2 separate regions of the Oryctolagus cuniculus genome follow, and region 1 is linked to region 2. A link is a contact called in public Hi-C data. All regions are on one chromosome and are shown on one strand. The core of a region is the stretch at or near the end of the contact, and the rest is flanking DNA. Distances in the headings are between cores, read along the strand shown.

Region 1 (5,938 bases), core at 1,244-3,743, 310 kb before region 2:
TCCCAGTATGCTGCAGTGCACACAGTGGGTGCCCAACGCTTCACGGGCTGAACTCACAAATGGCTTATGGAAAAACAACAACATCAACAACAAAACCACCCCAGCGCAGGGTCTGCTGCATCCCACAAAGGGCAGCTTTTCCTACCTCCATTTTACCGAGGCCGGAACTCACCTGAGGATGCTGACCCACGTGTTGGGCAAGTTCCACTGATTGTTGCCATTTTATTAATGTCTAAGAAGGTCGTCGGGCCCTCTGGGGTCATTCTAACCTGTCTCTCAGCTCCTCGCGGCGCATGAACAGTCGGTTAAGAGAACACTTCCAAGAAAACCGGTCCTCGCAGGCATTTGTGAGGGAGCGGCGATTTTTAACAAAACCAGGAAGCACCAAATTCCAAAGCAAACAAACTCGCCTCGTTCCCCACCCTGGGGGAGGGTGTTCACCCCCGTCCCCGCTAAAGATAGAGCCCGGGCCCTCCCCGGGAACTTCCTGGCTTTTATTAGTTTGTAACTTTTCAAAGGTTTTTCTTTTGGAAGTGTGGGTGTGAAACTGCTTCCCTAATCACATCTTGCCGGAGGATCTCCGAACATCTGTATAGCTTTCGAGAACCTGGCGTCCGGGTGGGATGTTCGCGTGGGTGTGGGACCCTGCCGGGGTGGGAGCCGCCAAAAACGTGTCAAGATCGCGTCTGCACGGAGATATTAGGCAAAAATTACAAATGGCTAATTACCTTGGCTCAGTTACACACTTCATCAAAGGGCCGCCTCCTCCACTTGGCGCACCCGGGGCGACAGGGGGAAAACGGGGCGCTCCGAAGCCTAAGCGATAGAGATCTCTCGGAGCGCCAGGGGACGAGACTTCACGGCGGATAAGCCCGCTCCCTCCCCGACCACCGGACGCCTCTGCCCGCTTGCTACAGCAGCGGCGGCTCGTTGGGTAGCGGCCAGATCAGCTCTGCCCCGCGGCGCTGCTCTCACCCGGCTCCGGGCCAGGGACGCACTTCCAGCAGCCAGCCCGGGGCGCGGGGACCGTCTCCCGCGGAGTTGCGAGTTGGGAGAACTCAAGCCACCGATCCGCCGTGTGGAGCTCTAGAGAGCTGGTTTTTGCAAGCCCGGGATCGATCTCAGTCCCCTCCCCCTTCTCCCCAGCTGCGGACTCGGCCAATGGAAGCCCGAAAAGGGGTGGGAGTGGGGGTGGGAATCAAATCCCAACGTAACCTGAGTGCAAAGGCCGCTGGCTCGGCTTTGTTTCCAAGCCCGGGTATGCGCTGGGCTGGGGGCGCGAGCAGGGGGCGCGAGCGGTGCGCCCCGCCGCGGCGCTGCCAAGGCGGTGGAGCAGAACAGGAAACACTCCGGCACTAAAAAGGCGGCTGGCTGGCCCACCTTCTATCCCCAGGCCCAGGCTAGGGGTTGGTCCCCCCAAGTCCCAGATCCCCAAGCTCCGTGGTCTCGGGATCTAGCGCGCGGCGTCTTTAAGATCTCGCAACACGGCAATCTGGCAAAGACACTCTGGCTTCTCTAGAAGGCAGCCTCCTCCCTCTCTGCAAAACCGGGCGGGCGTCGTCCCCAGTCCCCCTAAGCGCCCCCTGTAAGAGCCTGCATTCCCCGGGGCCCCGCGGCCACCGCGGAGCTGCGGGACCCCTCGGAGGCGGGAGGCGAGCGTGGTTGCTTTAAGAGCGCGGGGCGCGAGCCCGCCGCCGCCTGCTCAGGATTGCGCGCCCCCGCCGCCGCGCGCCCCCGCCGCCAGCGCCGCTGCGCGCCCCCTGCTCGCTCGTTCGTTCGCTCGCTCGCTCGCCGGCTTTAAAGTCTCTGCCAGGATCCATGCTCACATGTTACTTCCTGTATGGAGGCATGGCCAGTTTCCAGCCCCGCGCTCCCCGTTCCTCCTCAGCCTGCGCCGGAGCCACAACTTTCAGGAGCATGGACTGAAGGCGCCCTCGCCCCAGCGCCCCTCTGAGATCCTTTGTGGTTTCCTCGGTTTCCTCCGGCCGTTTCTATTTTGGGGGGCTGCTCGCTCCTCCCGCCGCTCCCCTCCCCTTCCCCGCTCGCAAACATGCCTCCTTCCTTCCCGGGGCCCTGGAAGGAGCTGCCTGCCTGAAGCCCGGAGACGCCGCGCCGCGCCTCAGCCCCGCCGCCGCCCGCCGGCTCTCGGCTCTCAACTTGGGGATCCTCGCCGCTCGCCGCCGCCGCCGCCGCCTGCGGTCCCTGCCTGCCCCGCGCCCGGGGCATCGCCGCCGCCGCCGCCCGCCGCCTCTTCGCCCTGCCTGCTCGGCTCGCGCCTTTCTGAACGGAACGCAGCCCGTCTCCGCCGAGAGGAGCGTCCCCAGCGAGGCTCCGCGTTCGCGGTCACTTTTTGAGATTTTCCGGGGGGCGCTCGGTGGCTTCCTGGATTCCAGGGGGACTCGGGCCGCCGAGCGCGGGGGGCCCGTGGAGCGGGCGAGCCGGAGAAGCGCCCAGGCTTAGCGGAGGCTCGTACCGAAGCGAGAACTTACTCAACAAGTTTATCCCCCCCTGCTTTCGTCTTTTCGATGTGCGTTTTCGGACATGCGGAGGTTACTGGAACCGTGTTGGTGGATTTTGTTCCTGAAAATCACCAGTTCCGTGCTCCATTATGTCGTGTGCTTCCCCGGTGAGTGCCGGCCTCGGAGGGGACGCGGCCCCAGCCGGCGCGCGCGGGGGGATGCGGAGTTGTCGCCGGGGCGCGGAGCTCGGGCGCCGGTGCTGGGGACCCCGGCGGGGGTGGCGGGGAACCGGGTGCCCAGGACCGAGAGAGACCTGTTCCGCCAGCCCTGGCGATGTTTAGGGAGGCTGGTTGGCTGTCGGGGAGGGTGGAGACGGGGACCGCCCGGGGAGGAGAAGTAGGTACCCGGGATTCTCTTGCTCCAGCTTGGGTTTGGGGGTGCCGTGGGAGAGCCAGAGTAGGGAGAAGAGGGGACTTGCTTTGCTGATCCGCGGCCAATCGGGAGAGGTAGAGTTGGGGGGCCGTTGGGGAGACTGAGGCCGTGGGAGGATGCCTCTGTGGGCTTGGGGGGAGTCTGGGGTGTGCTCCTCTCTCCGGTAGGGATCGAAAGAGGTCAGAAAGAGGGGCCTCGCTTTGCTGATCTCTGACCCTTGGGGAGGACTGGTATTTGGTATGGAAGCCGGAGGTTGACGGCGGAGGATTGAGGGTGTGGGGAATGTTGGGAGCAGCCTGCATTTTGCTCTCGGGGGTGGGCCCCCCTCCAACCCCCTGCTGGGGGCGTGGGGCTGCCCTTGGCTGCCTGCGGGAGGCAGACTGCCTGGGCGCAGTGGGAGGACCGGGAGCGAGCGGTTTAGGGAGATGCAGGCTCCCTCAGGCCCCTTTCCTCCGCTGCTCTGCTCCCTCTGCTCCGCGGGGCCGCGGGGGTCGGGGCGCAGGGGGCGGGCCGGCGGCTGGGTTGCTGTTCGCGCCGGGGCGGATTTCTCCCCGTCTCGCGCGCCCTGCCTACCTGCATCTCTGCCTTTTGCAGGCTGTTCACGGATGGCAGACCCAGACCTGCTCCCTTCTGGCCAGGTTGAGACAGGAACAATATTGGCCATTGATGACGATAATAAATCACTGCACGTAGAGGTGTGCGGCTCGGCGACCCTCCACTTGCAGCTCTGAGCCGGCCGACGCCTCCTTCCCTCCCGAAGGGCAGTGGCCAGCCGCCTCCCTCTCTCTTGCAGGGTCCCCAGGCTGCAGCCCTGATCTCCCTAGAAGCTGTCCGGCCCCCTCTCTGGGGATGGAGGCCACGTCCTCTGCCCTGGAGTGGGGATACGGATGAGAGGGAAGGAGATGTTCGCTTTCACCTCTCCATCTCCTGAGGACGGACAATCCCCCGTTTGTGTGCCCTCTCATCCGCCCGCTCCCGGATACATATAGGTGTCCGTTATCTGAATCAGGAGAAAGAGGAACGTGCTCCGTTATTTCCGCTGTGCCCAGTTCCAGCCGCCTGTCCTCGGGCGGCTGGAGCGCCGGGCTTTGGTGCAGCGGATCGCTCAGCCCCGTCGTGCACCCTGGAGCAGGGCGCGGGCGTCTTCGCTGCCCCCGTACGGACCCGCTCAGGGGAGAGACTGGCAGCAAGTGCCCCCTTTGCACGCCCGGGAGTAGCCTAGAGGGGCGCAGAGGCAGAGAAAGCCCTGTCTTTCCTTGGGCACCCCTGTTTCTCTGTGCGCATCCCCCTGTCCCCGGAGCCGCACAGAGCTCCTGCCACAGTTCAGAAACCCAGGCAGAGACTGAACGGGGACGTGCGTCCACACTAACCCGGAGGCCGGAGACATGCCCGGCCGGGGCCAGCGCCCACGGGAGTGGGATCGCTGTCTCTCCCTGTTCCTTGAAGACTGCTCAGTATCTGTATTAACCATCTCCGCTGCTAGACTCCCCCTCTCGGCCGCGAACTTGCCGCCTGAGTGGGCTCAGATGCACTCAGGGTCGAGCTTTGCTATGGCCCTGCCTTAACGGGGTCACGGGAGGTAGCGGAGGGCAACCCTGGGAAATGGGAGGCATTGCCATGGCCATTTCTGGCTTTCTTCAGCGTGGGGATGCAGTCAGTGGGCCCACCGTGATGTTCGTGTTCCTGGTAGCCGAGGAAGCTTGCGATCCAAAATGGGATCGCCAGGGATGCCGCCTGCTTGGGGCTTGGACCATTTTCGCCTTTCTCATTTTCTTTTCGTGCCCACGCTGCGAGGTAAATAGCCCGTTCCCTCATCCGGGAGCCCAGTGGTATGGGAGAGGGAAGGCGCAGCCTTGGGAGGCGCGGGGGGCGGGGGGGATGGGGGAGGACGGGAGGGGGGAGCGGGGTTTGATTTGGAAAAGTGCGGCCCGAGGGGATGTAGCAGCTTTTGAAGCCAGCAAAGTTCAGATGTCACACTGCTGGGAGAGCTGGCATTCTCCCCCCCCCCCCCCAACACCCCGAGGTGCCGTGGCACCGCTGGACTTCAGGGGGCGCCTCTGAGCCACTGGTCGGGCTACTGCCACCTCCTGGGGCTGGCCTCGGCCATCTCCACGCCTCAGGAATGGGGTGCGCGCGCCCAGGTTTTGAGGCACTGAGGGCTGCAGATGCATCTGGGCGCGAGGAGGTGGCTTCGGTTCCGGGCTGCTGCTCGTGGCCGGCTTGAAACCCGGTGGGGGCTGCGGTTCACTTTGAAACCCCCACTTTCTGCCTCCCAGAACCTAGGAAGCGTTTATGTGTTTGACACACGGGATAAAAACGTTCCTGATTTTGGATTAGGGTCCTTGTGAGATGTTGATCCAAATCCCTTGTTACTTATTTTGGAATGGTACCAACTTTGCATTTGTGTTTGCATTTGAGTTCTCTGCCCAGGGTACAAGGTAGCTGTAGTGTGGGGAGCCTTTTGGAAGCACAGCCCTGGCTTGGGTCTTTTCCCAGCGGATAGGAAACAGTAGTGGCCTTTAATCTTTCAACAGCAGCATGGCAGGTGTGGGACCAGGGTCACAGTTAGTGCTTCCACTGATGCTTTCCAAGTGCACAGCGGAAGTATCATCAGACATGATATTAGGCAAGTTACCTCCTCCTGCATCTTTTAAAATACATAAAAAGAAAAAAAAAACAAAACGTGATGGACCCCTATAGACACAACCCCCCCACCCAGCTTCCACAATTCCCAGCTTTTTGTTCATCTGTGTCTGCAGCCTCCCTGGCACCTTATTACTGTATTATTACAATTTTTTTATTAATTAATTAATTTTTTAATCTGAGAGGTGGAGTTACAGACAGATAGGGAGAGACAGAGAAAGGTCTTCCACCGGCTGGTTTACTCCCAAATGCCCCCAACGGGCAGAGCTGAGCTGATCTGAAGCCAGGAGCCACGAACTTCTTCTGGATCTCCCACATGGATGCAGGGGCTCAAGCACTCAGGCCGTCTTCTACTGCTTTCCCTGGCCCTAGCAGAGAGCTGGGTCTGAAATGGAGCAGCCAGG
Region 2 (5,532 bases), core at 1,204-3,703:
TCAGGAGATGGGAGTTTGGGTCCTAGATGGATCGTTCATTTGCTCTGTGACTGGGAGCAAGTTGCTTAACCTTTGAAAGCCTCAGTCTGCTCATCCGTTTAATAGGGACAATACTAGTAATCCCTGTGGGGCTTGAGGAAGAGCGGAAGAAAGCACTCATTTCAGTGTCTCTGATAAATACTCTAAAATTTTGAATTGCTATGTTTTATTATTTATACTGGTAATACTTAAGAGATAATTACTGTTACATTGTTAAGACTCAAAGCTACAATAGCAAGTAATTAATCCGTACAATAGCAATTAATATCTGAGTGATGAAATGTCTTCCTATGAGAGGCAGCTAGGAATGAATGCAGTCATCCATGTGACTGTTGCATGGCCCAGGACACTTTCAGAGTTCAAGTACAAAGGAAGCAGCTACTGGAGCAGCTTGAGGCTTCTATATTCATAGCCTGCTGTGACTCGGTATTGGTGAGACTCCTTGGCCTTGAACCAAGCACAAGTACTTGCTCTCTTTGAACGTAAGCATCTCCCCCAAGTCACTGAGGTTAACTGTAGCTTCATACACAGAGCTTGCCCCAATGCCTGGAGCACAGCAAGCTCTCTGATCCAGCACTGGGATAGAGCGAACCTGTTGAGAGGCTGTGCTGTGCAGTACTGCCCCGCACTGCAGCCACCATCCACAAGTGGCTCTTCAATTTCACGTTAGATTGAAACAAAATTTAAATTGCTCCAGTGGCTAGGTCTTGACTAGGAGCTAGGAAGCCAATTACTTGAGTTATTACTGCTGCTTCCAAGGGTCTGTATTAGCAAAAAGCTGGAGTCAGGAGCCAGAGCTAGGTAGCAATCTCAAGTACCCTGATGTGAGACGCAGGCATCTTAACTGCTAGGGCGAACCACCTCCCCCAAATTTCTATAGTTTTAAGCCCCCTCGTGTACTAGCGAGATTTGGTAACTTCAGCCTTTGCACGCGAATGCATTCCGTCTCCCTAGATGTATTTCATGTGCCAGGCAGCCTCATTTGGCTACCATCTTGAACAGTGAAGGTGCTGAGTACAGGTGTCCCTGGCAGAAAGTGCTAGTGGACAGTAGTATTTTGGGGATCCCAGACTGCTCATAGCCCCAAAACTCAAGCTAAAACAACAGAAAAGGCTTGAATGAGCAATATTAAATCTGCTCTTTGTCCTGAAATTCAGCATGAAGCATGTAAATGACTTAAAAAAAAAATCTCTCCCTTAAAGCTGGGCTGGTCAGTGTGGCCAGGTATTCACAGGGACTTCCTGTCCTGGAGGAGGCTGAGACAACAGCCAGAACTGCCTTCTCTCCTGTGCCGGGTGAATTTCTGATTCGGCTTCCACGGTTAAACACTTACATAATTATGTTCTATATATAGTGCTTCTCTTTGTATCAGGCTTGGCTCTTCCCCTCCTTGTCAACTTCAGACTTTGTAATAGTGTCTGCAAAGGCTGCTGTGAGCTGTAGGTCGTGGGGCTGCCGCACGGTGTGTGTAACGGAACTGTTTCCTTGTCTTAGGCTGTACTGCGGAACCTGTTAGGAAAATTCTGGGTACCCTTGACCTTGGCTAGAATGAGGATGCCAAGGAACTTGTCTGCGACGTGGCCCATGACACAGAGCTGCCAGGGCTGGAGTTTGAGGTTTGAGTTTGGCTGGTGACTGCTGTGGCCTCTAGTGGGGCTAGAGTCACCAGGCTTTCTGCAGCTTGGCCCAGGGTCAGGAGGAGGGTCCTGCATGGTCCCCGGTCAAGTGAAGGCCCTTAGTGTCCCAGACCTCCTGGAGGCTGCACTTGGCCCTGAAATGCCTCTGTTGGCAAACTTCACCAGTAATGAGTCAGAAAGAAAGGGAAATGCTGAGGAAAGATTTGCATTTGTTACTATTAAAGTTAAGAATGGCCTTTTCAAAAGTATGTATGTTAATATACCTTTTATAGCAACTCATACCATCTTGAAAATGTATTTTTCTCTTTGCATACTAAAAGTTGCCCCAGACTGTTTTTATTCATTAAGTCTTTTATTAAGCTCAAGTCATTCCTATAATGAACACAGAATATCAGAGTTATTCTAACCTAAATAGCTTGGTTTAGTGTATGTGTTGAGTTGTTTTATAGTCAATTTCAGTCATTCTCAGAGAAAAGCATGTGTGTACACATATCCATATGTATAAATTATGCTTTTCTGCCCCTACTGTGTGCCAGGCGCACTGCTCAGCATGGTGCATCCATTTGAATCCCTGCAGTAAATCTGATCTAGAGGCAGGTGATTCACTGAATCCCCACTTAATGGATGAGCAGACTGAGGTTTCAGGAAGTCTCCTAACAGTTCACGGGGCTGGGGAACATTATGAGGCTCATGTGCCATCATGGGGGTCCCCTCCTGGAGTGCTTGTCACATAGTGATCTCATTAGACATTGTTCAGATCAGAATGGTGTTTGTTCTTGCAGTCCCTGGAGCACACTGAGCCTTTTGCAGTTGGGACAAGCCCATTTCCTTTCTCAGTGGGAAACGCTCCAAGTATTCCTCTTGAAACAAAACGCCAGGGAGTATTTTTGCAGACTTCTGTGGAGTCGTTTTTGGACAACACCCTGGAACAGGAAACCACGGTTTCTCCTAAATTTGTACAGGATGGAAATAGATAACATTCTTCATAAAGCCATGGCCACAATTAGTGCTTTGAAATCAGCATGATGGTGGATGGTTTCTTTGCATGTTTGTTACCTGAATCAATTATTGGAACCTGCAGCATGAAATTCCATGGATCATTTTTATTGGGTTTTATTTTATAAACTGGAAATGCAATGAAAATATATGTGGAGTGGAGGAAAAAGAGTGCTGTATGATTCAGACTATTTGAAAGCTTTTCTTGGAAAGTAGATTTGAAATAAAACAGGGCATTGCAGGGTAAGTGATGAGAATGTGATTTACTGTGGCCACCTGAAGCCCAGATCCTGCTCAGTGCTGTTGGAGAGGATGTGATGAACTTAATGAAGTAGAAGACGCTCTGTGAGAGAAGCTATACCGGAATCACTATGCAGGTGCTCTTAGACAAAGCGTTTCTCTTTGCTTGGCTGCAGTGGAGTTGCCAGAACAACGCACAAAGCAAATCCCAGCTATACCCCGGCAGGTCCCAAAGGATTGGGGGTGCTTCACTCATTAACCCCAGACTTTTTGCCTGGAGTGATCTTCCCAGAACGGCTGAAACTGCTTTTATTTCAGGTCAAGTTCTGCAAAGCACTGATAGCTGAAGTGACTGAAGCTGAATTGGACTCTTTAGGGCTTCTATATATTCATGATTAACTTTTAAAAAATATTTATTTATTTGAAAGGCAGAGTTACAGGGAGGAGGGAATGGAAGAATTGAGGTGTGTGGAGGGGCAGGGAGATTGCTTTTCAATCTGCTGCTTCACTCCCAAATGGCTGCATTGGCCCCTGGCTGGACCACTCCAAAGCCAGGAGCCAGGAGCTTCATCCAGGTCTCCCATGTGGGTGGCAGAGGCCTATGCACTTTGGTCATCTGCTGCTGCTTTTCCCAGGTACATTAGTAGGGAGCTGGATTGGAGGTGGAGCAGCCGGGACACGACCCACCACCCGTATCGGATCCCTTTGTCACAGGTGGTAGTTTTATACACTACGCCACAATGCTGGCCCCTCATGATCTATTCTTAATTAGTGTAAGCAACACACAGTTACATTCTTTTTTTTTTTTTTTAATTTTTATTTTTTTTGACAGGCAGAGTGGACAGTGAGAGAGAGAGAGACAGAGAGAAAGGTCTTCCTTTGCCGTTGGTTCACCCTCCAATGGCCACCGCGGCCGGCGCGCTGCGGCTGGCATACCGCGCTGATCCGATGGCAGGAGCCAGGTGCTTCTCCTGGTCTCCCATGGGGTGCAGGGCCCAAGTACTTGGGCCATCCTCCACTGCACTCCCTGGCCATAGCAGAGAGCTGGCCTGGAAGAGGGGCAACCGGGACAGAATCCGGCGCCCCGACCGGGACTAGAACCCGGTGTGCCGGTGCCGCAAGGCGGAGGATTAGCCTACTGAGCTGCGGCGCCGGCCACAGTTACATTCTAAAAAGTGAAAATGTGTTTACAGAAACCTCATTCCCCCATTTGTTCCCTAATAATAGGCCCTTCTCCTCCTTTTGCTCAAAATAGAAGTCGTCACTGGTTTCCTGTCTGTGCTACGAATTAGTTCATCAGGTACATGCGAGTACATGCATATCCCCTTGAGAATTATGTTTTTATGCCTTGAAACTATATATGTTTATGTGTGCACATGCATGTGTATAAATAATCCACTTTCAAACATTGATTTTATTTGCGAAAGACAGAGCGACAGGGACAGAGGGACAGAGAGAGAGAGATCTCTCACCTGCTGGTTCATTCTTCATTTGCTCACAGTCCCTTGGGTGTGGGCCAGGCTGAAGCCAGGAGGTAGAACTCCTAGTGGGGCAGTTTGAGCCATCACCTACTGCCCCTCAGGGTGTGCGTTAGCAGGAACCTGCAATGACAAGCAAAGTGGAACTTGAATCAGGCACTCTGATGTGGCATGTGAGCACCCCAAGAGGCATCCTAACTGCTGGGCCTAATGTCTGCCCCAAAGAATACACTTTTAATAACTGACTTTGCCCTCTTTGTGGCTTGTATACATCTACATTAACTTGTGTGTGTGTATATATATATATATATGCATATATTCTTTATGTATATGAAATATGATCAAATATATTTCTGTGCATTTTAACTGTTGTGAAATATTTTCACACTGTGCCTATTCTACACTTCTTTATTTGCTTCTCCACTACTGGATGTTTAGATCAGTTATATTTTATTAACATTAAGGATGATGCTTTACCGAACATCTGTCTCCATGTCTCCATGTGCACATATGCCACTGTTTATGGTAGGTGCATTTAAAATTTTAGTAGATGCTGCAAAAATGAAAGCACCATATTTAAGCAAATGTTAGAGATGCTTTTGCAAAGCAAAACCTGCATGTGCATGAAATAAGACATATTGAAAAGAAGACCTAAGTTTTGTTTCCTTGTGATACGTGTGACAAGACGAAGCCTGCCCGGGCACGTGCGAGGTTGTAGCACCCACAAGACAGATGGCCGGTTAGGTGGAATGATCAGAAGGTTCACAATCACTGCCCTCTCTCCAGTTGCTCACTGATAGCAGAGTGCCCTCACTGATGAACAGCTCCTGTCGAGTCCTGAGACTGCGTCCACAGATAATACACAATTACGCTGTCAGTTGTGCGTGCAGACTATGGAATGCTGCTCTCGCTCAGTTGAAGGAAAGATGCACTCTGTGGGAGAAAGGTAGGGAAGCTGGCAAAATCTCTGGGAAAGTTGAAAGCCCCTGTTCAGCAAGTAGATTGAGATGTGATTGACATCTAATTGAAACGTTTTGTCACTGTACAATGGGCCCGCTCTAGGGAGGGCGAGTACGTTGTTTGAATGATGCGTCAAGAAAGGATCTACTTTGGAAAAGTCTAATAATTCTACAGAAAATCCA

Evidence for each region. Hi-C and Micro-C count contacts between places; a contact is called where the count stands out from the background.
Region 1: a contact with region 2 is called in a Hi-C map of an unstated tissue, with 3 times the contacts expected there. The contact joins the promoter of PTPRG here to the enhancer-like site in region 2. A contact is called at or near these places in 2 of 6 Hi-C or Micro-C datasets (psoas muscle and an unstated tissue).

Annotation. Positions count from the first base shown.
Region 1 is chr10:88,359,859-88,365,796 of mOryCun1.1, reverse strand. It overlaps PTPRG (protein tyrosine phosphatase receptor type G), which reads left to right and starts at 2,493. Exons shown (of 29, transcript XM_051852247.2): 1 at 2,493-2,626. The coding sequence starts at 2,542. LOC127492428 (a long non-coding RNA gene) reads right to left here and starts at 686. Exons shown (of 3, transcript XR_007921889.2): 1 at 173-686.
Region 2 is chr10:88,054,697-88,060,228 of mOryCun1.1, reverse strand. All of the region lies in intron 2 of PTPRG (protein tyrosine phosphatase receptor type G), which reads left to right. Among named protein-coding and RNA genes, the nearest start is that of PTPRG, 310 kb to the left of the region's middle. Within about 2 kb of position 2,453, at least 2 of the 8 cell types and tissues checked have an H3K27ac peak or open chromatin away from gene starts, as enhancers often do.